2 separate regions of the Oryctolagus cuniculus genome follow, and region 2 is linked to region 1. Evidence: chromatin contacts called from public Micro-C data. All regions are on one chromosome and are shown on one strand. The core of a region is the stretch at or near the end of the contact, and the rest is flanking DNA. Distances in the headings are between cores, read along the strand shown.

Region 1 (4,109 bases), core at 25-2,524:
GGGTGCTGAGCCAGGAGCTGCCGTCCCGGGCCAGGCCTTTCCTGCTGCACAGGGCCGTGGAAAAGCCCGGGTGCTGCTTCGTTCACAGGCAAGTTCCTTTGCCTTCCTGAGACCTGGTGGGGCTCACGTGCCAGGGCGATGCCGAGGGCGTCTTGCTCGTGGGGGCTCGCGGACGGGTTCTGCATCGCTCCCTCTCAGCCGCTGTCCTGTTCTCCTCCTGGCTTCGGGCGCCGCAGGGGCGCTGTTGTTCTTTGGGGTCCAAGCTGCTGCTCCGACAGACAGCCGGGAACACTCGGGGAGAGCCGGATTCCCATCACTGCTTGGCACTGGGGTGCTTGCTTGGGGAGGCCACCGTGAGAGAGGGCGTGTCTCGGGAAGAGCTGCGCATTCACCCTGGAGCTGCAGAGGGAAAGAGGCTTTGGCTCTCGCTCTCTGAGCTTTTCCGAAGCCTGCAGCTGGGCTGGGGCCGAGCCCAGAGCTGCCCGAGGCTTCCAGAGCGAGCCCGCGCCAGCCCCTCCGGGCACGGCGGTTTCCACCCGCACTCTCTTCCCTGGCCGCTCGGTGCCCGCTCACTGGGGCTGGGCAGGGACAGCCGTAAGCTGGCACTGGGCTCGTCCGGCCTGGATGCAGGATCTGAGCTGGCCTTGGGCTGACCACGGCCTGGGGTCTCATGTCAAGGGATGCCCCTGGGCTCCCCAGAACACAGTCATGGAGCCACATGCCTTACCAACCGGCCGGCCCAGCTCCGCTCCCCGACCCGCTCCGTATGGGCTGACTGCCGCCAAGATTTGACAGCTCCTTGCCGGGGCTGAGATTCGAGAATGACCGGAGGATGGGTATGCGGCTGCGTGCAGCACCACCTGGACGTTGCAGGGTGAACAACCTGGCAGGGGATGGCAGGGCCCACCGGAGGGATCCTGGGCCTTGTGGCCTGGGTTCAGATCCTGACCTCCTGGCCGAGGGACTCCGGACAAACTGCTTCAGCGCCCTCGCCTGGGAAAGGGGGCACTAACGCTGCCCCGCTGCCATGGCCCTCACAGCTCACGTCCACCAGGACTCTCGGAACGTGACCTTGTCCTTGTCTGGACGGAGGCCTTTGCAGATGTCACTCAGGAGCTCCAGGTGGACTCAGCCAGGGGCTGGTGTCCTTCGAGGCCGAGGAGGGGACACGGAGGACCACAGCGGGGGCAGCCCCTGGGTCACAGGCAGAGACTACAGGGTCGCCCGGAGCCTCCAGGAGCTGGAAGAGGCCAGACCAGGTCCGGCCCGAGTGCCTCAGTAGGAAGCACGGACCTGCCTACACCCCGACCTTGGACTTCCGGCCCATCCACTGTGAGAGAACGAGCTTCAAAAGGCCTCGGTGGCAGCAGCATGATTCCTGGGAAGGACCGCGCCCTCTCACAGGGCACTGGACGGACAGCACACAGTAGGTGCGCACCACCCTTCCAGTGCCACCGTCCCTGGGGCCGCCGTGGGCTGCACGTGAGGGCGCAGCCTGTGGCCCTGCAGAGGACCCCGGCTCCTGCTTGAGCTCATTCACCCTGACCAGCTGCCCGCAGCCGGATCGCAGGGAGAAGAGCGAGGAGGCAGCTGGGAAACGGGGGGGGGGGGGGGAGGGCGGAGGCCCTCACCACCATGAATCACGACCTGCGGGCCAGTTGCGCCTGCTGACACATCCCACCCAGAGGGAGGACAAGGGTGACCTCATGCTGCTTGTCAAATACTCGGCCCCTCCCAGCGCTGCCCAGAGGGAGCTGTCCCCACCCCAGCTCTGCCCAATCGTGTGAGCTCCCCACCCGCCTGTGCGCGCATGGCAGGGCCGGTGGCCGCCGGAGCCAGCGCTGGACTGGAGGTTTAGCATCTGGCGGCTTTGGAGGAAGGCAAAGGGCTCCTGCTTCCCCCAGGCCTGGATCTCGCATGCACATCTGCCCCAGCTGCGTGGGGAGCGCTGGGCTGGGTGTCAGTGGGCTCCTTCCCAGGGTGGAGTCTGGATCCCGCCTGTCCCTGGCTGTCAGAGTGATGGGTTACAGATGGGGAAACTGAGGCCCCGAGGAGTTAAGGGCTTGCCGCCCAGCTCCAAGGGGAGGAGCACCTTGGCGAGGGAGGGAGCCGGGTCTGCAGTGGAGAAGTGATCTTGGGCTGAGGTCTGGACAGGGTCCTCTGGGGGACGGGCGGGGCCTCTGGGGACAGCTGTCTGCTCTCTGCCCTCACCTTCTGCACACAGAATTCTCGCCCCACTGGCTCCGTCCGAGACACAGACAACGCTTTCCCAGTGGGTGGATTTGGGTTCTCACCGGTGCCTGCGAGAGGACCAGAGGAGAGGTGGCTGAGACGGCACACTCGGCCAGGAGCTTGGCCCCCTGGCGTGTCCGGCACACACCGGCCCCCGGCCTGCCCCCTGTGCCCGCAGCAGGGAGCTGAAGGCCCCATCCACTTGAGCCAACTTGGCCTGGGGCTGTGACTCAGGACCCGGAGCAGCGGGCAGGGCTGGTGGGAGCTCCCCAGGGCTCCTGCTGGTTTATTTTACCACCATCACTCAAAGCCAATGTTTAAGCATCACCAAGGCAACAGCCCAAATCTCCCGGCCCTCGGCCCCATCCAGCCCCGCACGGTGGGGGCAGGGGCGGAGCAGGGTGGTGGGGGGAGAGTGAGGAAAATGAGTCAACCGCTCCCCTCCCTTCCCAAACACCTGGGAAAGCAGTGACCCAAGAAACACAGCCCGGCTTCTCTGGCAGAGCTGCTGTGGTCCTGTGAGGATGCTTCTGACACAGCCTGAGTCGGGCGGGACGCTGGGCTAATGTTTTACTTCTGTGGTTGGAGCCCTTGGTTCTTCCAGCCTCCTGCTGAAGTTAACACACACGAGGGAAGTGTGCAAATGTCAGCGCACAATTCTCACACACCGTGCACTTTCCCATAGCCGAGGGGCCCAGGGTGAGGAGCAGCCCCTGACCCCGCCCGGGACCACCCCCACCCTGCCGCCTTACCCGGACTTCTCGTGCGTGGGGGCAGTCGCGTCTGTTTTTGTACCTGCTATAAATGGAATCACACACTGGATTCTCTTTCGGGGAAAGTCAATCACATTCTTTTTGTTTTTCTTTAAAGATTTATTTATTTCTTTGAAAGGCAGAATTACGGGACGGGGCGGGGGGGGGGACACACAGAGAGAAAGCTCCATCTGCTAGTTCACTTCCCAAATGGCCGCAAATGCTGGGACTGGGCCAGGCTAAGCCAAGAGCCTGGAACTCCATCCAGGTCTCCCATGAGTGTGGCAGGGACTCAAATACTTGGGCCATCTTCTGCTGCCTCCTAGGCGCATTAGCAGGGAGCTGGATGGGAAGTGGAGCTGCCGGGACTTGAACCAGACATTTGATGTGGGAATTAGCCATCCACTACACCACAGCGCCGGTCCCCTGGGCGTTCCCAGTTTGCTTATCCCTGGTGTTGGGGACAAAGCGAGGGGCACATTGCCCAGTCGGTGCCTCCCCCCAGAACCCCTCACGTCTCCTGGAAGGATGCCGGGGGCACTGCACTTCCCCCATGGCCCACCGGTCCTGTTTTCATGCCTCACCGGTGTCCGGCAAGGATCGCAGCCGCTGTGGCCTGGCACGGTCCTGCGTCCCCAAGCTCAGCTGCGCCTGGCCAGCGCCCTGTGCCTCAGGCTCCCAGGGCTGCTGCGGTGTCGGCCGCGGCACAGGCCTCTCTCCGTCTGTCCCAGGGTTGAGGACAGGATGGGGGTTCTCGGAGCCCTGAGTCACAAGCCGTGTGCTGTGGAGGCCCTGGCCCTCTGTTCCTGCGGGACCTTTAGGCCCTCAGCGCCTCCTCCTCCAGGGAGCTCCCCCAGGTTGCTCATCCTCCCTCCCCTTGACCACTGTGGCAGCCCCTGCACAGCCGGCAGGCTCCCCAAAGGGTGCTGGCACCTGCCTCCTCTGGCCGGAGCACCACCAAACTCAGCTTCCCAGAGCCTCCAGTGGGTGTGGGGTGGGACACAGGCAGGGGGTGGCGGGGAGGGCAGTGTGTTTTTCCGTGGGAGATGGCATTTGTCTGGGGCCCTGGGGGTGAGGACCCCGCAGCCCCCTGCACAGCCGCACACCAGCCCGGCGTCTGCATCT
Region 2 (4,116 bases), core at 121-2,620, 67 kb after region 1:
TGAGCTGGCTGGAGGGCACCCTTGTGCCCACTTTACGGGAGAGGCAGACGAGGCTAAGGCCAGATCGGTAGTGGTGGGTGTTCGGAGTCCAAATCCCTGATCTCCTGAGCCCTGACCCATGTCCCTTTGCACGGCTGCAGGCTGTGGCCGGCTTCACCCCAGCAGCAGGCCAGCCTGGAACTTTCTAGATTCCACTGTCATTTCTGGGTTGGCTGGTGGGAGAGGGTGACTTATGCTGATCTTTTCTCTGGGGCTGGGTGTTAGGGGGTTGCAGAAGTTCTTTAGAGCTGTCAGAAATGCAGGCTGGAGGACTCTGTATCCCCTGGGACAGGGCGGGGTCCCCGGGGCTGCAGGCTGTTCCCTCCCTGCCCCGCAGTCGCTGGGTCCTCATGCAAGGGAGAGCCAAGGCCTAGTGTGTCCAGAGGATGTTTTCCTTTCCAGTGGACAAACATGTCTGGCGCTCTCAGGAGGGGGCCGGACACTCTGTCCACTTTGGCGGCGACGTGGGTCCTGGACGGACGCGGGTGCTTGCACAAGCAGCGAGATGGATCCCGCCGCCTCCACCCAAGGCCCACCCCTTTCCTGTCACCCACCGGCTTCAGGGCAGAGCTCCTGAGACGTCCTGTCCACGTGCCCTCACATAGCCGGGGCCGAATCACGGGCCTCTGGCCCGCCCCAGGTCTCCCTGGCAGGGCATGGCCTGAGAAACACCCCAACTCCAGTGAACCCCGATAGTCGGTGCTGGGAAAACCCTGGCCGTCCCTCCAGGGCTGACCTGGTCCAATGCAGAGAACTTGATTGGCAGGTTGGTCCCTGGTGCTTCCCTGGGGCTTCCCGGGTTCACTGGGACTTCCAGAGGGCTGGGAACCTTCCAGAAGCCCCTGGCTGAGCTGTGCTCCCGGCCCTGGTCCCCTGTGGTCTTGCACGGTCCACCTAAAGGGGCTGGAACCAAAGTGAAATGAGCCAGTGGGAAGAGTAGGGGAGAACAGCAAAGAAAGGGAGCAGGCCCTGTGGGTCTGTGTCGCCTTTCCCAGGCCACCAGGTGCTTGGGGACAGTCCTGGCAGGTGGGGCTTTCTCCCAGGGGGCCCAGCAGTGAGCCTCAGCTCAACAGTCCAGAACATTCCTAGACGCTAGGACCGCGCTGCCACCGCAGGGAGGCAGGGGCTTCTGGACACACAGCTCCCTCCCTGGCTCCCCTGGAGGCCGCACAGGCCGGGCCCAGCGGGGGAACCCAGCCAGGGCGCTGAACCCGCCGGGGCGAGCTGAACTCTGGCGGGAGGCAGGCTGCCAGCCAGTAAGCAAGTTGTGAAAACGCAGCTCAGACACAACGTCTGGCAGCTGCTTCAAATAGTTCTCTGTCTGAAGCGGCTCTCCCGTAAATCAAACCATGTGCTCGGAGGAGCCCCGGGCCGCCCCAGCCGCGCCTCCGGCCTCCCTGCGCTTTGGCCTCCCTGCGCTTTAAATAGCCCCGAGCTCACATTCCATTTCCTTGTACGATCAAGTCAGAGCACCAGGCTGCTGGAGCAGCCCCGGGCGGGGATGCAGGCTGCGTCCCTGGGTCCCCAAGCAAGACGCAGTCGCGGGGGGTGGGGGGGTGGGGGCTTGGCGGGGGGGGGGGTGGCGGGAGGCGGGGGCGGGGAATGGTGTCTTGGGCTCAGCCTCTGTTTCCTGTGACCTCTGAGCGATGCCCACCCTTGCAAACTCCGGGATGTGCACCCACTGTGCTGGTCAGAAAGGAGAGAGAGAGAGAGAGAGAGAGAGAGAGAGAGAGAGAGAGAGAGAATAATACTCTGCTCACTGTTTCTGGCCCTGTGGCCTGCAAGCCAACCCTGGCGCCCCCCTCGGAGAACCCCAAGCTGTTTGGAGCAGCTCTGGCTGGGTGGGACGGGGGCAAGGGGCCACGGCGAGAGGCAGGAGGCCTGGGGCTACCCGTGGTGGGAGGGTTTCCTGCCAGTTTGGCATCACCTGCCGCAGGCCTGGGCCCAGGGTGCTTTCCACCTGCTTCACCCCACAAATCCCCAGGGCCCCCCAGGGGTGGGTGCCACCAGGGACTCTGTTGTGTGTGTAGGGGTTGTACGGTGGCCTCCAAAAGAAGTCGAGAACCTGGACCCCGTGGCCTGCTCTAGAAAGAGGGTCTCAGCCGATGTCACGGGTTAGGGACCCCGAGATGAGCTCCCCCTGGGTCATCGGGGCGGCCCTGACTCGGTTTCAAGTGCCTTTAAGAGACACACAGAGAGAGCCGGCGCCGTGGCTCAATAGGCTAATCCTCCACCTTGCGGCGCCGGCAAACCGGGTTCTAGTCCCGGTTGGGGCGCCGGATTCTGTCCCGGTTGCCCCTCTTCCAGGCCAGCTCTCTGCTATGGCCAGGGAGTGCAGTGGAGGATGGCCCAGGTGCTTGGGCCCTGCACCCCATGGGAGACCAGGAAAAGCACCTGGCTCCTGGCTCCTGCCAGGATCAGCGCGGTGCGCCGGCTGCAGCGGCGGCCATTGGAGGGTGAACCAGCGGCAAAGGAAGACCTTTCTCTCTCTCTGTCTCTCTCTCACTGTCCATTCTGCCTGTCAAAAAAAAAAAAAAAAAAAAGAGACACACAGAGAAACAGGAGAGGCCACATGACGACAGAGACTGGAGTGGGGCAGCCACACACCAAGGACACCTGGAGCCACCCAGAGCTGGATGAGACAGGGGAGGAGCCTCAGGGAGACCCCGAGGGGGAGGCAGCCCCGCCCACCTGCCCACACCCTGACTTGGGACTTCCGGCCTCCGGAGCTGAGAATAACTGTGCGGTGTCTGAAGCCACACCGTGCACGGCGTCACGGCAGCCCAGGAAATGAACAGCACGCGGCCCGGGGGCCCAGAGAGGCTGAGAAAGGCCTCGGAGACCCTGACGGCCCTGCTCTGCGCTGGCTCTGCTCACGAACCAACCGGTTCTCAGAAACGCGGATCTTGTTCTGTCCAGGGGCCCCAGGCTGTCGCCCTGTGAGGTGCCCTCCAAGGAGAGGGCCATGTGGCGACTTCAGGCACAAGCAACGATCTCTGGGTGCCGGGGCTGGGCTGGGCCGGAGCGCGTCCTGAGCGCACAGCGGACCTGGACTCACCAACCCTTCCCACCACCCTGCGTGAGATCTCCTCATTTGACCCCAGGGGCGTAAGGGGAGGGGTGGGGCTGGCGCTGTGGTGTAGCTGCCGCCTGCAGTGCTGGCATCCCATATGGGCACCGGTTCCAGTTCCAGCTGCTCCACTTCCAATCCAGCTCTCTGCTGTGGCCTGGGAAAGCAGTGGAAGATGACCCAAGTGCTTGGGCCCCTGCACCCACATGGGAGACCTGGAAGAAGCTCCTGGCTTCTGGCTTTGGATTGGCACAGCTCCGGCCATTGCGGCCATCTGGGGAGTGAACCAGCGGATGGAAGACCTCTCTCACTCTCTCTCTCTCTCTCTCTGCCTCTCCTTCTCTCTGTGTAACTCTGACTTTTAAATAAACAAATCTTAAAAAAAAAAAAAAGCGCCAGTTGGAAGTGAAATAAGCCAGGTGAGAAGACCACGCTGATCCTAGGAGATAGTGCCAGGGGCCAGGAGGAGGGGACATGGGGACTGCTTAGTGGCTACAGGGGATGATGAGAATATTTGGGAACCAGAGAGGTGATGGCTGCACACCGTAGGGGATGTCCCACAGGCCGTGGAAGGGTGCACTCTAAAATGCTGAATTTGATGTGGGGCAGGAGGAAGGGAACCGGCCGTGGGGAGGTCCTGCTGTGCCAGGCCCTACGCATGCCCGGTCTCAGTGGCCCCTGGGGCGGGGTGGGGGGAGTTAGTGTTGTTCCCACCTCACAGGAGGGGACAGCAAAGCTCCTGAGCTTCAAGTTATCATCCTGACCGCAAACAGGGACAGGGTATAAACCCTCAGCTTTCGCCCGCCACATGGCCCCAGCCCACGGAAGCTGCCTTGCCCCCCGGCTGGAATTTGGTCCATCTGTGGGTGTCCGAAACCCCAGCAGTCCCTGTGCTTAACAGGAGTCGCTGGAAAGAAAGGGGCTGTTTGACAATCAAACTAGGGGGGTGGGGCCCAGGTTATAGATGGAAGGGGCGTGGGCTCCCAGGGCTGTGCAGAGGGGAGGTA

The links. Hi-C and Micro-C count contacts between places; a contact is called where the count stands out from the background.
Region 2: a Micro-C map of ear pinna shows a contact between it and region 1, with 1.6 times the contacts expected there. The contact joins two enhancer-like sites. A contact is called at or near these places in 2 of 6 Hi-C or Micro-C datasets (ear pinna and psoas muscle).

The regions. Positions count from the first base shown.
Region 1 is chr7:158,569,092-158,573,200 of mOryCun1.1, forward strand. No RefSeq gene overlaps it. Among named protein-coding and RNA genes, the nearest start is that of SLC25A33, 40 kb to the left of the region's middle. Within about 2 kb of position 1,275, at least 5 of the 8 cell types and tissues checked have an H3K27ac peak or open chromatin away from gene starts, as enhancers often do. A contact at or near this core is called in ear pinna, where this site is marked.
Region 2 is chr7:158,636,036-158,640,151 of mOryCun1.1, forward strand. No RefSeq gene overlaps it. Among named protein-coding and RNA genes, the nearest start is that of SPSB1, 65 kb to the right of the region's middle. Within about 2 kb of position 1,371, at least 6 of the 8 cell types and tissues checked have an H3K27ac peak or open chromatin away from gene starts, as enhancers often do. A contact at or near this core is called in ear pinna, where this site is marked.